3 separate regions of the Sus scrofa genome follow, and all the other regions are linked to region 3. The links are chromatin contacts, called in public Hi-C maps. All regions are on one chromosome and are shown on one strand. The core of a region is the stretch at or near the end of the contact, and the rest is flanking DNA. Distances in the headings are between cores, read along the strand shown.

Evidence for each region. Hi-C and Micro-C count contacts between places; a contact is called where the count stands out from the background.
Region 1: a Hi-C map of alveolar macrophages shows a contact between it and region 3, with 4 times the contacts expected there. The contact joins two enhancer-like sites. A contact is called at or near these places in 1 of 5 promoter capture datasets (liver), 31 of 47 Hi-C or Micro-C datasets (adipose tissue, alveolar macrophages, blood and 15 more) and 2 of 2 datasets of contacts at active chromatin or transcription factors (alveolar macrophages and skeletal muscle).
Region 2: a contact with region 3 is called in a Hi-C map of alveolar macrophages, with 1.9 times the contacts expected there. The contact joins two enhancer-like sites. A contact is called at or near these places in 5 of 47 Hi-C or Micro-C datasets (alveolar macrophages, heart right ventricle, omental adipose tissue and 2 more) and 2 of 2 datasets of contacts at active chromatin or transcription factors (alveolar macrophages and skeletal muscle).

What each region holds. Positions count from the first base shown.
Region 1 is chr14:65,741,801-65,744,500 of Sscrofa11.1, reverse strand. All of the region lies in intron 4 of RTKN2 (rhotekin-2), which reads left to right. Among named protein-coding and RNA genes, the nearest start is that of MIR9836, 7.5 kb to the left of the region's middle. Within about 2 kb of position 1,305, at least 3 of the 83 cell types and tissues checked have an H3K27ac peak or open chromatin away from gene starts, as enhancers often do. A contact at or near this core is called in alveolar macrophages, where this site is marked.
Region 2 is chr14:65,683,902-65,686,718 of Sscrofa11.1, reverse strand. It overlaps a transcript of RTKN2 not described here. Among named protein-coding and RNA genes, the nearest start is that of MIR9836, 65 kb to the left of the region's middle. Within about 2 kb of position 1,483, at least 2 of the 83 cell types and tissues checked have an H3K27ac peak or open chromatin away from gene starts, as enhancers often do. A contact at or near this core is called in alveolar macrophages, where this site is marked.
Region 3 is chr14:65,544,753-65,547,594 of Sscrofa11.1, reverse strand. All of the region lies in intron 4 of ARID5B (AT-rich interactive domain-containing protein 5B), which reads right to left. Among named protein-coding and RNA genes, the nearest start is that of ARID5B, 140 kb to the right of the region's middle. Within about 2 kb of position 1,259, at least 18 of the 83 cell types and tissues checked have an H3K27ac peak or open chromatin away from gene starts, as enhancers often do. A contact at or near this core is called in alveolar macrophages, where this site is marked.

The sequences.
Region 1 (2,700 bases), core at 56-2,555, 200 kb before region 3:
TTGTCCTCTCTTTTGTTGATGTGGTATATGACATTGATTGGTTTTTTCCATGTTGAACTATTCTTGTGACCCTGGGATGAATCCCACTTGGTCATGGTATATCATCTTTTTTATTTGTTGTTGGAATCAATTTGCTTATATTTTGTTTAGAATTTTTGCCTCTATATTCATCAACGATATTGGCCTTAATTTTCTTTTTTGGTAGTGTGTTTGTCTGGTTTTTGTATCAAAGTGATGGTGGCTTCATAGAATAATTTTGGGAGTGTTCCCTCCTTGCCAGTCTTTTAGAAGAGTTTGAGTTAAGTTCTTTGTATTTTTGGCAGAATCCCCCAGTGAAGCCATCCAATCTTGGACTTTTGTTTGCAGGGATGTTTTATTTATTAACCTGTTTGTTTATTACAGATTCTATTTCATTTCTAGTGATTGGTTTGTTCAAATTACCTATTTCTTCTTGATTCAGTTTTGGTGGACTTGTGAGTGTAGCGGGTTAATGATCCAGTTTGTCTGTGGTGTTGCCAGTTCGATCCCCATCCTGGCACAGTGGGTTAAGGATCTGGTGTTGCTGCAGCTATGGCTTGGATTCAATCCCTGACCTGGAAATTTACATATGCTGTAGAAGTGGCTGAAAAAGGAAAAACAAACAAACAAACCCAGTTTTGGTGGGTTTTATGTTTCTAGAAAGTCACCCACTTCTTTTAGGTTTTCCAGTTTGTTGGCATATAATTGTTCATAATTATTCTCTTACAGTTTTTTTTTTTATTTCTTCAGTTTGGTTGTTTTGTTTGAGTCCTCTGTCTTTTCTTCTTGGTGAGCCTGGCCAGAGGTTTGTCAATTTTGTTTACCCTTTCAAAAAACCAGCTCTTGGTTATATTGATTTCTTCCATTGTTTTTTCTCTTTTACTTATTTACTCTCAGATCATTATCATTTTCTTCTTTCTGCTGACTTTAGACTTGTTCTTCTTTTTCTAATTCTTGTAGGTAGTATGTTAGGTTGTTTACTTGAGATTTTTCTTGCTTTTTGAGGAAGGCCTATATTGCTATGAACTTCCTTCTTAGGACTGCTTTTGATACGTCCCATAGATTTTTGTATGGTTGTGTTTTCACAGTCAGTTAGACCCAATTGATAATTTTAGAACATTTCATCCATAAAACCCAGAGCATACATTTTTTTTTTCAAGTGAACGTGGAGCATTCTCTAGGAGACGACGTACCAGGACGCAAAACAAGCCTTAAGAAATTTAAGAGGATAGGAACTATTTGATGCATCTTTTCTGACCACTTCAGCATGAAACTAGAAATAAACCATAAAAAGGGAAATGAGAAAAAAAAACCCCAAACCCCATGAAAACCACTATATGCGGACTACACAACATCTTACTAAAAAACTATTGGGTCAGTGATGAAATCAAAGAGGAAATTGAAAAGTACTTTGAGACAAATGACAAAACATAACCATGAATTGGCAAATATATTTTAAAAATTGTTATCAGATGTGTGTAAAGGGTTTTTAGCTTGGCACATGGGGAGAGCTCTGTAAGTAATATTATTATTTTTTTTACCAAAAGTGCTAAGGCACCAGTGGGAAGAGCACACATACATTCCTACCTAGTTGGGCAGGTTAGGGATGAAGGAGTAATGTAAAGCTATTCTAGAAAGGAAATTGGACACAGGCACTCAGAACCTTAGAAAGAATTCTAAACAAATAGAAATGTAGACAAAAGATTATGGGATCTAAAGGTGAAGCACAATGTAAAGGTAGCCAACTATTTATGTTCATAAAGATTTGTAATTATTTGAAAGTGGCATAATTGGATATGAAAACTGCACTTAAACTTCCTAAGTGTAGTAGGGAAGTGTCTTAGATAAGAAATTTTCCACAAGGGCTTGAGTCGTTGATACAGTTTTCATTCTGAGTAACTAAAACTAACTTTACTTTACCATTGAGATCTCTGCTGTGCTGTATTATGCTGCGATCACACATCTTAATCTATTAGTAGAATCTAAATCCTTTAACTTGGAAATTAGCATAGGCATGTCAGAGGGAAATTGTTACTGCATAATGTTAACCTAATATTAAATGGAAGAATAGAGGAAACTAGAAAGGAAAAATTTTGACTGTGTCAAAGCTCTAGATTAATTTGTGGAATAAAGATCATTAACGCAATCACTTTAGAGTTTGAAGAATGTGTGAATGAAAAGAATGTGTTTAGAATATTTTCAGAATGTATGTTCTTTTTTTGACCTGAAAGAAGCAATGTATTCCTCTTTTTCACTTTTATTTTTTAAGGGAAATGTTACAGTTTGTAACACGAATATACAAAGATCTGTAAATTCTTTTGTAGACAAAGAAAATCTTAATGGAAAGGTCTTGGATTTTTTCGTCTAGGCTGGGTTTCTCCCAGAAACCAATAATCTTAGGCAATTCACTTAATTTTCTTCATCTTTAAAAAGTTTTCTTTCCTTCCTTCCTTCCTTCCTTCCTTCCTTCCTTCCTTCCTTCCTTCCTTTCTTTCTTTCTTTCTTTTTCTCTTTTTCTTTCTTTCAAGGGCCACAGGTGCAACATATAGAAGTTTCCAGGCTAGGGGTCAAATTGGAGCTACAGCTGCCAGCCTACGCTACAACCACAGTAATGCACGATCTGAGCCATGTCTGTCACAATGGGAACACCTAAAGTTTTCATAGTGGATAAAAGTTCTAAGG
Region 2 (2,817 bases), core at 234-2,733, 140 kb before region 3:
AATACTAAAAAAGACCAAAAAAAAAAAAAAAAAGATATAAATAGTACTTAGATAATGCATGTAACACATAGCCCTGACATAAGTTCTTCTATTGTTTTTGCAGCCTGACATGTAGCATGTAACAAATGTAGAAAGAGAAGAATAAGGTATATCTAATACACACATATATGGTATGCGTACATACATATATACATCTATATATTCTTAAAAGAAATTGTAACCCCTGCCCCATTTTCCTTTTTTGCTTTTTTCCTTTTGTACTTGGACTTACAGTGCATAAGAATTTAAGAGATATCTAAAATATGTCCATATATTTATTGTCACTATATTAGAACCCTACGTTAGACATTATTGGGGTTTATAAGATTAAAAAGAATATTTATTCTTGAGAAGTTCACATTTTTGTTGATGGGATTGACCATTTAGAGTATATTGATATGTTACTGTTTAAGCTTACCTCATATATATAACATATATCTGTATACAGACATTTAAAACAATCCCTGCCTACCACCAGTGAACTTAAGAAATTGACTGAAAAGATTAAATAATACATAACACAACAGTGGGCAATATGAAAGAACAGTCAGTATAACACAGTTAAGCCTCTGATTTTAAGAGATATGAGAGATCCATGAGGGGGTATGAGAACTTTTACATTGTGATTTTTCAACAAGTGCAAAAGACCTTGTATCTGTGAAAATGATGAGTTAAGCAGTATAAAATTATATACTATGAATATCTTAGAATGATGTAAGAACAGGTCATAATAGGAAGATTTTTCAAATCTAGGAGAAATAAGAATAGAAGTCAATTTATCCACTGGGCTTCTGGAGGAGTTTAATTTTACACCATTCAAATTTAAGGGAGATTAGTTGTCATGGAATTTGTGGAAAGGAATGGATTGAACAAGGCAGTTAGCCTATTGTTAAGGTAGGAATCAGCAAGCAGATTGGCATGGCTGAAGGGGCAAGGTAGGATAAGCTGGGTCACATGCAGGACTTTAATGCCAGTTCAAGAAAATAAGACAAGTTAAACTAAGTAGGAATATTTGATATCAGGACTAAATCAGCTGAGTTTGTGGAAGGAGCACTCAGCTTATGAATTGAGGGAGTGGAATTCTAGTCTATGGTTTATAGTTAATTAGCCATGTTGCCTTGGGCAAGCTGTTATTCATCTTTTCCATTTCATTATCAGTAGAACCACTGAAATGCTGTTGGTGTTTGTCTCAGGTTAACCCAGAGGGCTCTAGGTTCCTGAGATGATGCCCTTAGAGACTGCAGCCAGTGGGGATGACACTAAATGAGTGAGCCTCTGGTTCTCTCTCTTCTCATTCAGCCAGAGCAACTCCAAGTTGATCTGTTTTATATTTCAGCCCCACCCCAGGTAGTATTACAACAATCACCATTTTACAGATGAGCAATTTGAGGCACAGGACAATTAATTAACTTGCCCAAGGTCTCATGGTGAATGAGACAGGATTTGAACGTAACCAGTCATGACCTTAAGGGAGTGGTCAACTTCCTCATTGTACTCATAACCAGTAATGAATGTGAGACTGCGAAAGGCATTAAGAGCAAGTTTTGCCAGACTTGCCTCCAAACTCTTTTTCTCTAGTGATGTGATCACTTGGAATATCTTTTTGTATTAAAGCCCTCAATGCAATTGATTTCATTCACAGTTGGATCCTACTTGTATACTATCTTGGGCATCATGTCTGACCCTGGGAGGCATTTGGGAAGAAAGATTTGGGTATATGGAAACCTGACTCTACTACCAGGCTGTTTATAAATATGAAAGGGAGGAAAATACAAATTCCATCCAAGAACATCTGGGAGAATGTGAAGAGGTGGTATTTGAGCCAGGCTGGAAGAATGAGTTGATTTTTGTTAATAGCATTTCTTTTTGGCAAAAAGCAACAGATGATAAATGAAGCAAAAAAAAAAAAAAAAAAAGAATGGTGGGGGTGTTATTGAAAAGTTATTAGAATCACCCAGAGGAATGAAGGAAGCCTAAGGAGGGTTGGACAGCAACATAAAATAAAAAAGGAATAGTTTTGTTCTTCTCTTAGCTTGTTAGAATATAGTCTTTGGGGCTAGAGACTATATCAACATAGTAAACCGTTTTAATATTGAAGTGGAAGAATAGAATCACAGAACTTACCATCTAGAACTGTGGTCTAAAACAGGAGTGATTTGTGTTCACCATGGAATATTTGGTAATGTCCGGAGACATTTCTTTGGTTCCCGTGATGAGGGTTCAGGGTGCTGCTTAAATCTAGTGGTAAGAGACCAGGGATGCTGCCAAATGCATATATAAAGTCTTGTAGGATTGCACTCTGTAGATATGGAAAAGGGCATTCTGAGCAGTGGAACAGAATGAGCAATGGGGTGGAAACATTATTGTGGTTCAAAATATGTCCACAAATTCATTGACCCTGTCTTCAAAGGTAGAACGTAATTCTCCCTTTGAATATGGGCCTAGGGATTCACTTCTAACGTAGAGTTTTGGAGGAAGTGATGCAGTGTGGCTTGTGAGGATATGATATAAAGGAGAGGTTGCACCTAAGCACTTTCGTGGGTCACTTACCGAAGTGAGTGAGAGGCCAACAACTACACTCCAACAGTAGTAGAAGAGAGCCATGTGGAGAGAAACTGAGACCCCCCTCAACAACCACCACCAGCTTTTAAATGAGCCCTCAGAAGCAGATCCACCAAGGGTGATGTCAGCCTCCTGAGAAATTCCAAGCCAGAAACCACCCAGCTAAGCATTTCCTAAATTTATAAGATAATAAATGTTTATTATTTTAACCAGTAG
Region 3 (2,842 bases), core at 10-2,509:
AATCCACAGTTATATTCCATATACTCCACACCGAACAGAGTGGGGCCAGAAAACTGCAGCTCCTGGTACTCAGAATCTGATAACTGCTTGAATCTGCCCATGAATTCACAAAGCATTAATTATATATACCTTTAAGAACATCATAAAAAGTTTACTTTTATTCTGTTCTCCTATAAATAATTTTCCACACCCAATAGAAATGTTTGAGAAGCAACTGTTGCTTCTGAGATATGAACACACTGGACCACTAAGAAGCACAACTCTATCTTGGGGGAACTTTCTAACTTAAATGATGAATTTAAAGCAATAGGCACGGTTAGGGAGAAAAAAAAAAGGATACAAGAGTATTACCATTTTTAAAAAAATTATTCTGACAGTTTCCTTTTTAAGTGTAATATTTTTTTCTCAAATAAAGGCATTAAAAATATGAGTCTACACAGACATAAAGAACAGACTGGTGGTTGCCAAGGGGGTGAGGGAAGGGAGTGGGATGGACTGGGAGTTGGGGGTTAGATGCAAACATTCCATTTAGGATGGACAAGCAGGGAGTTCCTGTTGTGGCTCAGCAGTAAGGAGCCTGACTAGTATCCATGAAGACATGGGTTTGATTCCCTGGCCTCACTCAGTGGATTAAGGATCCGGCATTGCCATGAGCTGTGGTTGCAGATGTGGCTTGGATCCTGAGCTGCTGTGGCTGTGGTATAGGCCAGCAACCACAGCTCCTATTTGACCCCTAGCCTGGGAACTTCCATATGCCGTTTAAAAAAAAAAAAAAAAAAAAAAAAAGATGAGTCCAGAGTTGGGAACTGAGATGAGAGCCTCAAATACCCTCAAGACCAGACAGCCCTGAACAGGGACCCAGGGGTGTGAAGTGTCACACTTGCCAGCTGCGACATCATGGCCGCTTGGAGTTTCCCTGTTTGCTTTAGCCCAAGTCATACCTTAATGTTGCCTGAATCCCACTGAATACTAATAGCAATTTAGCATTTCCAGGGAACTACCCTCTCTCAGAATCCAGGCCTTCTCCTACAGCTGGTGGAAGGGTGAGCAGTAGTGTCCTTAGAAAGAGGGTGGAAAAAAAAAAAAAAGGCAGGCTTTATATGAGGTCCAGTCATTTTGACTCTGTGTCACTGAGATCCCCAAGAGTCACTAATGAGAATGGAATGTATTACTACATTTGTCATACCTGGACTGCTCGGGCAACTTCAGTCTAAAATAGCCGTGGACTTCATTGACTGCTCAACAAACCATGGAAGTAAACACTTTTGAAATCCCTTCCAAACATGCCCTGCCTTACTCACTCCTTATTTCATACTTGTGAGTACTGGAGCCATTGTTAATGCCTCTGATCAAAGTTTTAGTAATTTCACAGGCATGCGATTTGCATAGCTATTTCCTGATCCGCCTTCTCTCTGCCCTGGAGGTCTTCATTTCTCAGAAACACTTAAAAACACAGATTATTTGACTTCTCCCCTCCCCCACCCTATAAATGGAACTTGACTTGCTAGCTCATCTGTATTGCTAATTGGTTTGAAAGCATGTGACTCCATGCATTCTTGCCATTAATTCACCAGCTAACCTCTTTTTAAGTCAGGTTTTACCAGCAGTGATGGGCAGATCTCTATCTGTGCCTGGAGGGGGGAGACAGATTTAAATGACCAAATGGTATCTCTGTATTATTCCGAAATGATGGAATGAATTCCACAGGAATGCAGAAATGTTCTAGAAATCTATAATAGGCTTGTCTGAGAGGGCACTGGCAAAGAAGATAGGGATTATAGTTGCTTTTCACTCCCACTTGCAGAGTAGGGGGAACAGCCTGGAGCTCAATCTGCATGTGGACTGGAGAGAGATTCTGGGTTTTCAGAGGACTGACTCTTTCAGGAGAGAATTCTGGAAAAGGGCAAGGAGACCGAAATCAATGCCAGACCTTCCAAACTTTGGTCTATTCTGACTACCCACAGTATCCTTCAGGGGAACCATGCTCAGATGAAAGAGTTTCTTCAGGATCTGTAAAGGCTCAGAGCTGCTTTGCAAACAGTCATCTTTGGGGCAATGAAATCTATAAATTATGGCATCAGGAACCTATTGAAAGACCTGGGCCTTAGAATTCCAAATATTCCGTAAAGAGACATCTGGGCAGAACAGATACCCAAGGGCTTGGTTCTTAAGGGAGAGGAGGCAGCGCCATCTAGGTGCTCAGGCTACATGCAGAGGGTCTGGTCTCCTCCCCTAGCTGCAAAGTCTAATCATGAAGTCACAAACCCAGCAAAACCAATCGTGGACTCTAAGATCCCGTAGTGGCTCAAACTTCCACTTTCACATCTACCTGACAACTCACTTCTCCTGCTGTTCATCTCCCCAGATGCCAGGTACCCACCAGCCATTTCCAAGCCCCACGCCCCTTGAGTAATGGAGAAGATTATGCTGGATGTTGAGGTGTGTGTGTGTGGGGGGGAACCTGCATGAGAATTATTACAATTAGAAGGGTACTATCTAGTTCCCGTCATGGCGCAGTGGTTAATGAATCCGACTAGGAACCATAAGGTTGTGGGTTTGATCCCTGGCCTTGTTTAGTGGGTTAAGGATCTGGCATTGCCCTGAGCTGTGGTGTAGATTGCAGGCACGGCTCGGATCCCCCGTTGCTGTGGCTCTGGCGTAGGCTGCCAGCTACAGCTCCAATCAGACCCCTAGCTTGGGAACCTCCATGTGCTGCGGGATCGGCCCTAGAAAAGGCAAAAAGCCAAAAAAAAAAAAAAAAAAAAAAAAAAAAAGTGTACGTCTTAGTGCTCACCCTTTCTTAAGATTTCTAAATAATGCATGTTACCATTTTTTGAAAATT